Linked DNA regions of Mus musculus: all the other regions are linked to region 1. Evidence: chromatin contacts called from public Hi-C and HiChIP or PLAC-seq data. All regions are on one chromosome and are shown on one strand. The core of a region is the stretch at or near the end of the contact, and the rest is flanking DNA. Distances in the headings are between cores, read along the strand shown. Region 1 holds the start of Rhog (ras homolog family member G). Region 2 holds the start of Chrna10 (cholinergic receptor, nicotinic, alpha polypeptide 10). Region 3 holds the start of Olfr543 (olfactory receptor 543).

The links. A called contact is a pair of places that touch in the nucleus more often than the background predicts. HiChIP or PLAC-seq counts read pairs in DNA pulled down with a chosen protein or histone mark.
Region 2: an H3K4me3 HiChIP or PLAC-seq map of embryonic stem cells shows a contact between it and region 1, with 2.0 times the contacts expected there. The contact joins the promoter of Chrna10 here to the promoter of Rhog in region 1. A contact is called at or near these places in 4 of 39 promoter capture datasets (cranial neural crest, liver and macrophages), 5 of 484 Hi-C or Micro-C datasets (embryonic stem cells and fibroblasts), 5 of 115 datasets of contacts at active chromatin or transcription factors (bone marrow-derived macrophages and embryonic stem cells) and 4 of 9 other capture datasets (adipose tissue, embryonic stem cells, liver and 1 more).
Region 3: a Hi-C map of embryonic stem cells shows a contact between it and region 1, with 1.8 times the contacts expected there. The contact joins the promoter of Olfr543 here to the promoter of Rhog in region 1. A contact is called at or near these places in 2 of 39 promoter capture datasets (cranial neural crest and embryonic stem cells), 2 of 484 Hi-C or Micro-C datasets (both in embryonic stem cells), 9 of 115 datasets of contacts at active chromatin or transcription factors (the SCID.adh cell line, bone marrow-derived macrophages, embryonic stem cells and 2 more) and 4 of 9 other capture datasets (adipose tissue, embryonic stem cells, liver and 1 more).

Annotation. Positions count from the first base shown.
Region 1 is chr7:102,248,345-102,251,622 of GRCm38.p6, reverse strand. It overlaps Rhog (ras homolog family member G), which reads left to right and starts at 1,505. Exons shown (of 2, transcript NM_019566.3): 1 at 1,505-1,578.
Region 2 is chr7:102,115,426-102,118,620 of GRCm38.p6, reverse strand. It overlaps Chrna10 (cholinergic receptor, nicotinic, alpha polypeptide 10), which reads left to right and starts at 1,908. Exons shown (of 5, transcript NM_001081424.1): 1 at 1,908-2,364. The coding sequence starts at 2,304. It also overlaps a transcript of Art1 not described here.
Region 3 is chr7:102,476,546-102,479,984 of GRCm38.p6, reverse strand. Olfr543 (olfactory receptor 543) reads left to right here and starts at 2,083. Exons shown (of 1, transcript NM_001011782.2): 1 at 2,083-3,212. The coding sequence starts at 2,117. The coding sequence ends at 3,127.

The DNA.
Region 1 (3,278 bases), core at 256-2,755:
ACCTCCTGCCTCCACCTCTGGAATGCTGAGATTACAAACGTGCTACCACACCTGGCTTGGAACGTATTTTTAATAGCTTCATTGAAGTCACTTGAATCTGATCCTGTTATTTTGGGGATTTACAAACCTCACTTAAGGACCCTGTTATTTTTGGGACTCACAAACCTCTTCCCATTAAATACCAAACACTAGTTCTGCCCTCCCAAATTTCCCCTAGCCCCTCCAATTTATTCTCTTCCCATTGGGAGGAATTTGCCTAAGGGCCAAAGAAGAAGTAAGGGGTCCACAAACTGCCTGTGCGATGAGAACAGGCTTCTGGAATCTGAGAACACTCGTTTAGTCAGTCACTGACCAGCCTGAGTTTGATTGTCCTAACTTGACTTTCTATACAGTACCACAGCACGGATACCTATTCTGTAATCTTCACATCCTCTGGGTGGAGAAATTTTTTTTGTTGATTTTACCAAAACAAAACAAAACAAAAAACTGATACTTGGAAACATTAAACTACCTGTCAGACCTGATCCACTTTATTTGGAGGTCCTCTGTAAGACGGGGTGTTTATCTTGTGTTGTTTTCACTGTACCTTGCGGAGCTCTGCACGTGGTAGAGCACCCAGAAAGTTGTTAAAAGAATCAAGACTGTGGATTCTCCAGGAAAACTGCGCCCAAGGCCTGGGTTAGAAGCACCAGAGGGCGCCCTCGAGGCCGTCCACTCGCCGGTCTCCAGGGCCCAAGCCGGACCTCAGGCCTGGGCGCGGTCCTACCGCTCCAAACAGCCGCGCGCCAGGGCGAGATCAGGGAACAAGAAGAGCCCCACGTCTTCCCACGCCCCGCCCCCTCCCCAGGGCCCCGCGGAGCTGCGAGGTGCGGAACCACGACACGACATCCTGTTTTGGGGGCCCGCGCGGCTCCGCCTGCATCTCTGCTGATCACGTCTTTTCCCGGGGTGCTGACGGCAGCTGCCCTCCCCCCACCTCTGTCTCCCCACCCTCCCCAGGGGTCTGGGACCTTCCCACTGCTGAATCACCACCACCCAGCATTCTCCCAAGGCTCAGGGCAGGGGTGGGGACTGCCCCAGCCTGACCCATTCCGGCTAACCCCTAGCCAGCCGCGGCTACCTCTAGATTCCCGGGCTGAGCGGAAGGCATTTCTCAGCCTTCCCGCGGAGGCTGCGGGGCGGGGAGTGAGATACTAGGAAGAGAACAAATGCCCAGCGCCTAGCTTAGGGCCCCTGCTGGGGGGTGGGGGGGAGATGCCAAGTGAAAGCGGGGAGACCTGACCTTGAGAGGCCAGACTCAAGGGGTCTCAGGGCTCACGGGGCGAAGAGTGGAGAGAAGCAGGGTGTGCGGGACTGTGCGGAGGGCAAAGCTTGCAGAAAACCCGAGGCTGGAGGGTGGGGGAGGCCTCCGACTTCCTAGTCCGCCCCGCCCCGGCCGGCCCGCCCCCGCGCCCCGCCCCGGCCCTGCCGGCCCGGCCCCCACCCCCCCACTTCCTCCGGCCTCCAGTTCTCACTTCCTTCTTGAGCCCAGAGCCGCCGCCGCCGCCCCCAGCTCCCCCGCCGCGGGGAGGGCACCAGGTGAGGCCCGGGTCGAGCCCGTCGGGCAGGGGTCCTGGGAAGAGGAGTTCAAGCTGGCCCGGACTGGGTACCCGGGAGCCGGGAAGTTTGCAGGAGGGAGGCCGAGGGCGGGAGGTTTTCGTTCACTGCAAGTTGGGCGGGCGCGGCAGGCCGGGCGGGGACAGCGGCCACCGCGACCCGATCGCTGGTGGCCGGGTTGAGGGTGGGATCCGAGGGACAGCGCGAGCTCCTGCTGTCCGCGAGGGACCACTGAGATCCGAACCGTGAGAGGCTCGGAAGTGGGAAAGCGCTGAGCTGTGAGGCTGGGACTCTGCGGTGGGGTGCCCTCAGAAGTTGTGGGGCTGTTCAGTAGTGTGTGAAAGGAAAGGGCCTCTGGGCTGCAGAAGGCGCGCTCTCTGCTCTGCAGTTGTGACATTTGTGAGGCTGGGGTTGGGGGTGGGGGGCGGTGTCTGAGGCCTCTGAAGTCTCACCCGGGAAGGTCGGAGCCAGTCCATAGCTGCTACACTGTTGCTGCTGAGGACTCGGTGGGGGAATCCCCATTCCCTCTCTGTATTTTTCTGAGCCAACCTCTTTATTCCTGTCCCATACAACAGCGGGTATTTAGTGAACACGTCTGTTGTGTCTATCAGACTCAATCTGGCCTTTTTTATTTTGAGGATAAACTGAGGAAGGAAAGGGCCACTATACCGATAGTCACTGACAACTTCCATGACTTTGAGAGGCAGCTGGAGTACTGGCTTTCGGTAATGATTGAGAGCTCTTAACGTCTTCTCCCTCACCTGAACTCCCCATACTGTCTTCCACATTCGCCATAGTGTCGACCACATTCGCCTCCTTCCGGCTCTTCCCCCAACCACATAGATGTACCCAGGCCCTGATCTCGCATTTACCCTGCCCTGCCTGTTGTTCAGCCTCTGACTACCACACACATATCTCCCCATTTTGTTTCTATCTTCCCTGCCGCCCTCAGTCCGTCTCCTTCCCTTGGTCTGTAATCTAGCTTTGGTGTCAGAAACTGCTTTAAACTTGCTGAGTTTGAGAGCCTTTTTCAAACGTCTTTAGCTTAGAGATGCTGGCTGCAACCTCCCGATGATGGAGATGATTAAACATGTGCACACGCCCGTGAACATGCAAGTTTTGGTGTTCTTTATCTCTTAGAGACAAAATAACTGCCCTCAGCCTTGAGAAGGCCCAGAGCAGAAGCCGGCAGAATGAAGGGAACCTGCGGTGGGTGACACTGTGGTTAGGCAAGGGGAAGCAGTCTGTAGCAGGCAGGGTTGGGTGACACAAGAATAAGATTAGTGAGAAAGTCCATGGGAAATCAAACTACCCTGATTCTTAGGAAGGCAGCCTAGGAGTGTGTGTGTAGTGGTGTGTTGTGTGGGAGGGGGGTCAGGGGGAACTAGCTTTAAGGTTCCTGTCTCCTAGCACTTACTGGTTCCAACCAGTGGGGAGAGTAGGTTGGGCCATTTGGCCTGCTAGGAAAAGGAAGGGGGCAGAGGCAAGATTCTGGAGGGAAAAGTGCTACGAGTCTAACTTAAGTCTCTACTGGTTTTTAAATTTTGATCAGGAAGGGGATGTGAGGCAAGGTGTTTGTCTTTCGTCCCTGGTGCTTGGTGGGAACTGCAGAGGTTGGGTATCTACATTTTCTGATGTGTATCAGAGCCTTGACTGGGAGTTGTGCTGACCCTCCTGTCTTT
Region 2 (3,195 bases), core at 659-3,158, 130 kb after region 1:
AGGGTGATGCTCTTGTCTCCATCCCCTAGTAAGAGTTCTGAGAAATTGGGGCTGGAAGATGGCCTAGTGGTGAAGAACACTGGCTGCTTCTCAAGAGGACCCAGGCTTGATTCTCAGCACCCATAAAGTGGCTCAGAACTGTTCCAGATTCTAGTTCTTGAGGGTCCGCCGCTCTCTGGCTTCCACAGGCACTAGGCCTCGAGCTCAGAAATCCGCTTGCCTCTGCCTACCAAGTGCTGGGATTAAAGGCGTGCGCCACCACTGCCCGGCCCTGAATATACTTTTCTATTCAAAGCCTGCTCTGTACTGGAGGTTCTTAAACCAGGAGTCACTGCTTTCTAAGGTAGCGATGATTCCTCAACTGGCTGCTTCACACAGGCCTCTTGGAGTATCCAATGAGAATTCAAGTCTACTTGTGTCTAATTGTTGAACCGAGGATCGAGCAAATTCCAGGTTTAAACCAAAGACTTCCGCAACATCATAGAATTGGAGGATAAAAGAACAGAGAGGGTCTGCTTTGTCTGAGTCTTCAATCCCTGATGTCAGGAGTTGATTAGTTTGCAAACCTCCCTCCACGCTGACTCAGAATGGCCAGGCTTCTGCCAGAGAATTCTTGACTTTCTTATGCCAAAGGTGTTTCAAAAAGAATGTGCTCCAGCTCGTGGTTTTAGCGGCATTAAGGATTATTGGTATGGGGAATACTTGCTGGTTTTTGAGACAGGGTTTCTCTGTGTAGCCCTGGCTATCCTGGAACTCACTCTGTAGACCAGGCTGGCCTCGAACTCAGAAATCCACCTGCCTCTGCCTCCCGAGTGCTGGGATTAAAGGCGTGTGCCACCATGCCCAACTGGAATACTTGCTCTTAGGACAAGTTAGGGAAAAAAAAGGAAGGCTGGGCTGTAGTTCACTGTTGCTTGCCTAGCAGGCAGGAAGCTAGGTTCAGAAGCCAATACTACATAAGCTGAGCATGGTGATGCCTGCCTGCCTGCATCTCAGCACGTGGGAAGTGGAGGCAGGAGAGGCAGGGGTGCAAGGTGATCCTTGACTAATTGGGACTAAAAGGGCAGCACATGCCGGGCGGTGGTGGCGCACACCTTTAATCCCCAGTACTTGGGAGGCAGAGGCAGGCAAATTCTGAGTTCGAGGCCAGCCTGGTCTACAAAGTGAGTTCAGGACAGCCAGGGCTACACAGAGAAACCCTGTCTCGAAAAACCAAAAAAAAAAAAAAAAAAGGCAGCACATAAACTGGAAGCCGAGCACATAATTATAATCCAAATATTTGGGAGGTGGAGGCAGAAGTCCGTGGTCATTCTAAAGTGTAAGTCTTCTGACCGAATAATCCTCACTGTGACCCTTTATCTGCTAATCCCTACCCTTCCCCCTAACCCTGATCAGCCCCTCACACCCGTCCGCAGTATTTAGGCACTGGGTAGAGTATCAGCCTGGAAACACGACAAGAACTGAGGAAATGCTTCACAGAGCCATGTGAAGTGGTCTGACTCAGCTCACTCCCATGAAGACGGCAGAGCTTAGCTGGACAAAACCCCTGAGTCTAAGGTGTCCAGTCCCTTACTGAGAGGAAAAGGAGCCTCTAGAATTCAAGGAATGTAGCTGAGCTGGGGGGGGGGGGGGGCAGGTACAGTTCTCATTCACAGGCCTCAGCCCCATATACCTTTAGAGCATAATGTTTTGCACTTTCAGATCCTGGCATCTCTAAACCTTCCCAACCCCCAGGACTCTGAGTTACACAATTTGAATAATTTAGGACCCAGCACCCTCAGGTGTCAGTTTCAGTTGTTCTGTTCCCATGGGCACCAGTATGCCAACCCTGCAATTAAGCTAAAAGAAGTCAGTGGAAGAGGGGTGCTCTCCAGTGCCTCAAACCCTGATACGAGTTCCTGGCCCTATTCTGCTGAGAGCAGCAGGCTTGCTCAGAGCCCAGGTACAGGGAATGGATTGAAGGGGGGTTTGAGGTGCTGTAAGAGGAGAAGAAAGGGGGAGAGAGGAAAGAAAACAGAAACCAAGACCATTACAGAGGAAGAAAGCAAATTGAGACAGAGAGGTAAAAGACGGCACTAGTCATATGGAAAGGGACGGAAGATGGAGCCAGAGAGGCTGTGAAGAGCAAAGGAGAAACTGCAGGTACAAGGACCAGGTATAGTACTGCAGGCAGGTGCAAACAGGAGACCAGAAGGAAAGCCGCAATCTCTGGTTTCCAGGTACTGTCCACCTCATCCGTGCCAGCAGGGCCTGTTGCTTTACATCTCCTCAAGACCTGCCCACCCTCTGGCTGTGGTAGCGACATGGGGACCAGGAGCCACCACCTGGGTCCTGGGTTTCTGCTCCTGCTCTTTCTCCCTGCAGGTAATGAACCAGGTCTATCTGACACCGCCATTATTCCTGTCCACCACAAGCCTCCAGTCCCTACCCTTCTCTTCAGTGCCTGCTGAGAGCAAGCTATCTGGGGAATGTGGAGGAGAGGGTGCTGAAGATGGGAGTGGGGGAGAAGTAACTGTAAAAAGTCAGGTGTGCAAACCCCTTTAGCTCCTTGGGTACTTTCTCTTGCTCCTCCATTGGGGACCCTGTGTTCCATCCAATAGCTGACTGTGAGCATCCACTTCTGTTTGCCAAGCACCGGCATAGCCTCACAAGAGACAGCTATATCAGGGGCCGTTCAGCAAAATCTTGCTGGCGTATGCAATGGCATCAGCTTTTGGAGGCTGATTATGGGATGGATCCCCGGGAATGGCAGTCTCTAGATGGTCCATCCTTTCGTCTCAGCTCCAAACTTTGTCTCCATAACTCCTTCCATGGGTGTTTTGTTCCCAATTCTAAGAAGGGGCAAAGTGTCCACTCTTTTTTGGTCTTCGTTCTTCTTGAATTTCATGTGTTTTGCAAATTGTATCTTGTATCTTGGGTATTCTAAGCTTCTGGGCTAATACCAACAATATGAACTAACCAGTACCCCCGGAGCTCGTATCTCTAGCTGCATATGTAGCAGAAGATGGCCTAGTCGGCCATCATTGGGAAGAGAGGCCCCTTGGTCTTGCAAACTTTATATGCCTCAGTACAGGGGAACGCCAGGGCCAAGAAGTGGGAGGGGTGGGGGGGGGAGGGTATGGGGGACTTTTGGGATAGCATTTGAAATGTAAATGAAGAAAATCCCTAATTTAAAAAAAAGGTCAGGTGTGGCCT
Region 3 (3,439 bases), core at 834-3,333, 230 kb before region 1:
AGACAGAAAACTTGTAGATCATATGATAAGGACAGGACAACCTTGTCCAAGTCACAGGATCTATGGGCAGCCTGCCAAGACTTTCTCCCTTATACTCTCTGGCATATCTGGGAAGGAACACTGATTGCCCAGTGTCTTCCTGGCTACTGCTCCCCAGGGTTCCTTTTCCGTCTTTCCTGTACCACTTCTTGCCATGTCCCTGTCTCATTGCCACCACCCTCCACCGCCTTTCACGGGCTCAACTATGATGAACATTTTTATCACTTCGCAAAGGCTGTCTGGTCCTCACCCAACTCAAACAATGACAGATCTTCCAAAAGCTGCTGTCCAGAGCAATGCTCTGGAATATTCAGAAAGCCATCCCAGGGTGAGGGAAATTCCAAACCCACCCCCTCCTGAATTCTCTCTGCTGTGAGGGTTTGTTAAAAGGCATGCCTCTTCTGGTATCCAGAGGGAGTGTGGTCATGCCCAGGCAAGCCCTGGCTGAGAGGGAGGAGAGCATCCCTGAATTGCTCCACAGTTCCCGAGGCTTCTCTGATCTTCAGGGTTGATAGCATTTCTGCAGTGAGGTGGCTAGTTGCTGAGGATGCCTGGCCATAGCTCAGATTCTAAAACCCAGCAAGACCCAGGCAAACCACAACAAGGTGCAAACCCTAAACTCGTGAGAAAAGAGCACTCTGTAGTGACTACCCAGATGCGAGCCCAGCTCAGTTATTTATGAGCTGTGTGACTTTGAACTAGACTTTAGCCCCTCCATGTCTTGGTTTCCTTCTTAGTAAAATTACTTTTTTTTTATTTCATTTTATTTTTAGACAGGGCCTCATTATGTAGCCTTGGCTGACCTGTAACTCACTATCTACAGGCTAGTCTAAACACACAGAGATCTGGATCTAAAGGCATATAACACAACATTAATAAAAATGAAGATGGGGGGGGGGGGAGGCTGGGCAGTGGTGGCGCATGCCTTTAATCCCAGCACTTGGAAGACAGAGTTCAAGGCAGATTTCTAAGTTCAAGGCCAGCCTGGTCTACAGAGTGAGTTCCAGGACAGCCAGAGCTATTCAGTGAAACCCTGCCTCGAAGAAAAAAAAAAAAGACTTTTTTTTTTTTAATTCTAGATTTAGTTATGTGTATGAGTGTCTTGCTCGCATGCATGCCTGTGTATTTTGTGTGTACTTGGGGCCTGCAGAGCTCAGAAGAGAGCCCTGTACCCCTCGGAGTTGGCGTTACAAGCAGTTGTGAGCCATCATGTGGGTACTGGGAATTGAACCTGGATCCTCTGCAAGAACACTAAGTGCTCTTAGCCACTGAGCCACGCCTCCAGTCCAGTCTCAGCTAACTTTTGAACACATCTGGAACATTTCCTGATATACAATCACTATCAAATAAGCCCAACCTACATGTACAGCCTCCTCCTGCTTCTCATCCATCTACCCCCAAGCAAAGCAGAGCCTCAGGGAAGCTTGTGTATCTATCTGTCTGTGTGGCTCTGTGCTTGGAGCTCTGGTGAACTCCCGACTCTCCCTGGACTCACACTGGTAAAGGAAAGTAAGCCTCAAGGACAAGGCCAGGCAGGTGCTGCAGCCAGACTACAGGGGCTAAGAAAGGGACCAGACTCTGCAGCCTAGTGCTTTTGAACCAAGAAACCCAGTTTTCTCAGCTGCTTTCCTCTGTCCTAGCCAGTGTACATTGAGCACAGAGGTGAGACCACACCGATCTTGGCTGGCTTCTTTCTCCCCACTTTGACTTGGGTCCTTCCCAGTCTCCTTGGGACAAAGATTCTTTATATACTTTCTAACCAAAGTTGTTTTTTTCTTTCCTTGTTTTATCTCCGAACATCATTTTCCCCCTCTCATATACTACATTTAATTTTGTGTTTTATTAATAAGAAAACACCTCTTGTTTAACTCAACAAGAATGCACATATAACATACCAAAATAAATATCTTGTACAGGAGCTCCCTGAGAACAAGAAATGTCTTATTCATCTGTGAGCTCCCCAAACACACACACCCCAGGTAGATTCCCATCATGTGAGCCTCAGGCTCCTAAAATAACCATTTTGTTCTAACAGCCCCTGATCTTCTCTCCTGGTGCCAGCCCAGGACCAAAGTCAATGGGTGAGGATGGAAATACCAGTATCTTCAACCTTTCCTACAGCAGCTTCCTCTTGGTGGGCTTCCCTGGATTGCAGGAAGGGCGACCCCTTCTGGTCCTGCCTCTTACCTTTCTCTATGTGTCCATCGTTTCTGCCAATGCCTTAGTCATTCATACAGTGGTGGCCCAGAGGAGTCTGCACCAGCCCATGTACGTGCTCATTGCTCTGCTCTTGGCTGTCAACATCTGTGCCTCCACAGCCGTGAGGCCTAAAATGCTTGAAGGCTTTGTGCATTATGCAAATCCCATCTCACTCCGCGGCTGCCTCACACAAATGTTCTTTATCTACTTTACGCTCCTTCTGGACTACAATCTCCTGCTGGCCATGGCTCTAGATCGCTATGTGGCCATTTGCCACCCACTCCGCTATACTGACCTGATGACCTCACACTTACTGGGCCTGATGGCCACTTTTGCGATAACGCGGAGCCTAGGAGTGGCAGTGCCCCTAGTGGTACTAACTGCAAAAGCTCAATTCTGCAAGACATCCGTCATAAGACACTTCACCTGCGAGTACATCGCACTGTTGAGCATCGCTTGTGGAGACCTGACCTTCAACAACCGCTTGGGATTGGCTATGCGTTTGGTCACTGTGACTTTTGATCTGGCCTTATTGGGAACCTCCTATACCCGTATCATCTATGCAGCCTTCCGGATCTCTTCTGGAGGAGCCCGAGCCAAGGCCTTGCACACTTGTGGCTCCCACTTACTGGTCATCCTCACCATCTACCTTTCTGGTCTTTCCACTTCCATTGTCTTTCGAGTGGCCAAGACTGTGTCTCAAGATGTCCAGAACCTACTCAGTGCCATATACCTGCTGCTCCCAGGAGCCTTGAATCCTCTCATTTATGGGGTGAGAACTAAGGAGATCCGGCAACACATAGAGAAAATGCTCTGTGGAATGCAGTCACCCCAAGACAGCAGAGAGAAGTCACAGAATGTGAGAGGGGAGAGGGACTTGCCAGGGTAAGAGGGGGTTTTTAACTTGAGAAGCTGGGGCTGCGCCCTCTGAGAACAAGAAGTGGACGGTCTGTACTAACAGGCTGGGTGGGTCCTGAGCACGGTACGGTTCAATGGCATCCTCTTGTTGCTGCTATGACTTGTTGAATTCTTAGAACATTCTGCTACTTACACCACCACCACTCCCAACAATAGAACTGCTTTTATTTATCCTTCTAAGTCATTTTGTCTTCTTTCCAACTCTTAAAAAAAAAAAAAAAGCTCATTCTATTTGAAGATAGCTACAGCTTCACTAGGAGATACAGAGCAAGTCAAACAGTTC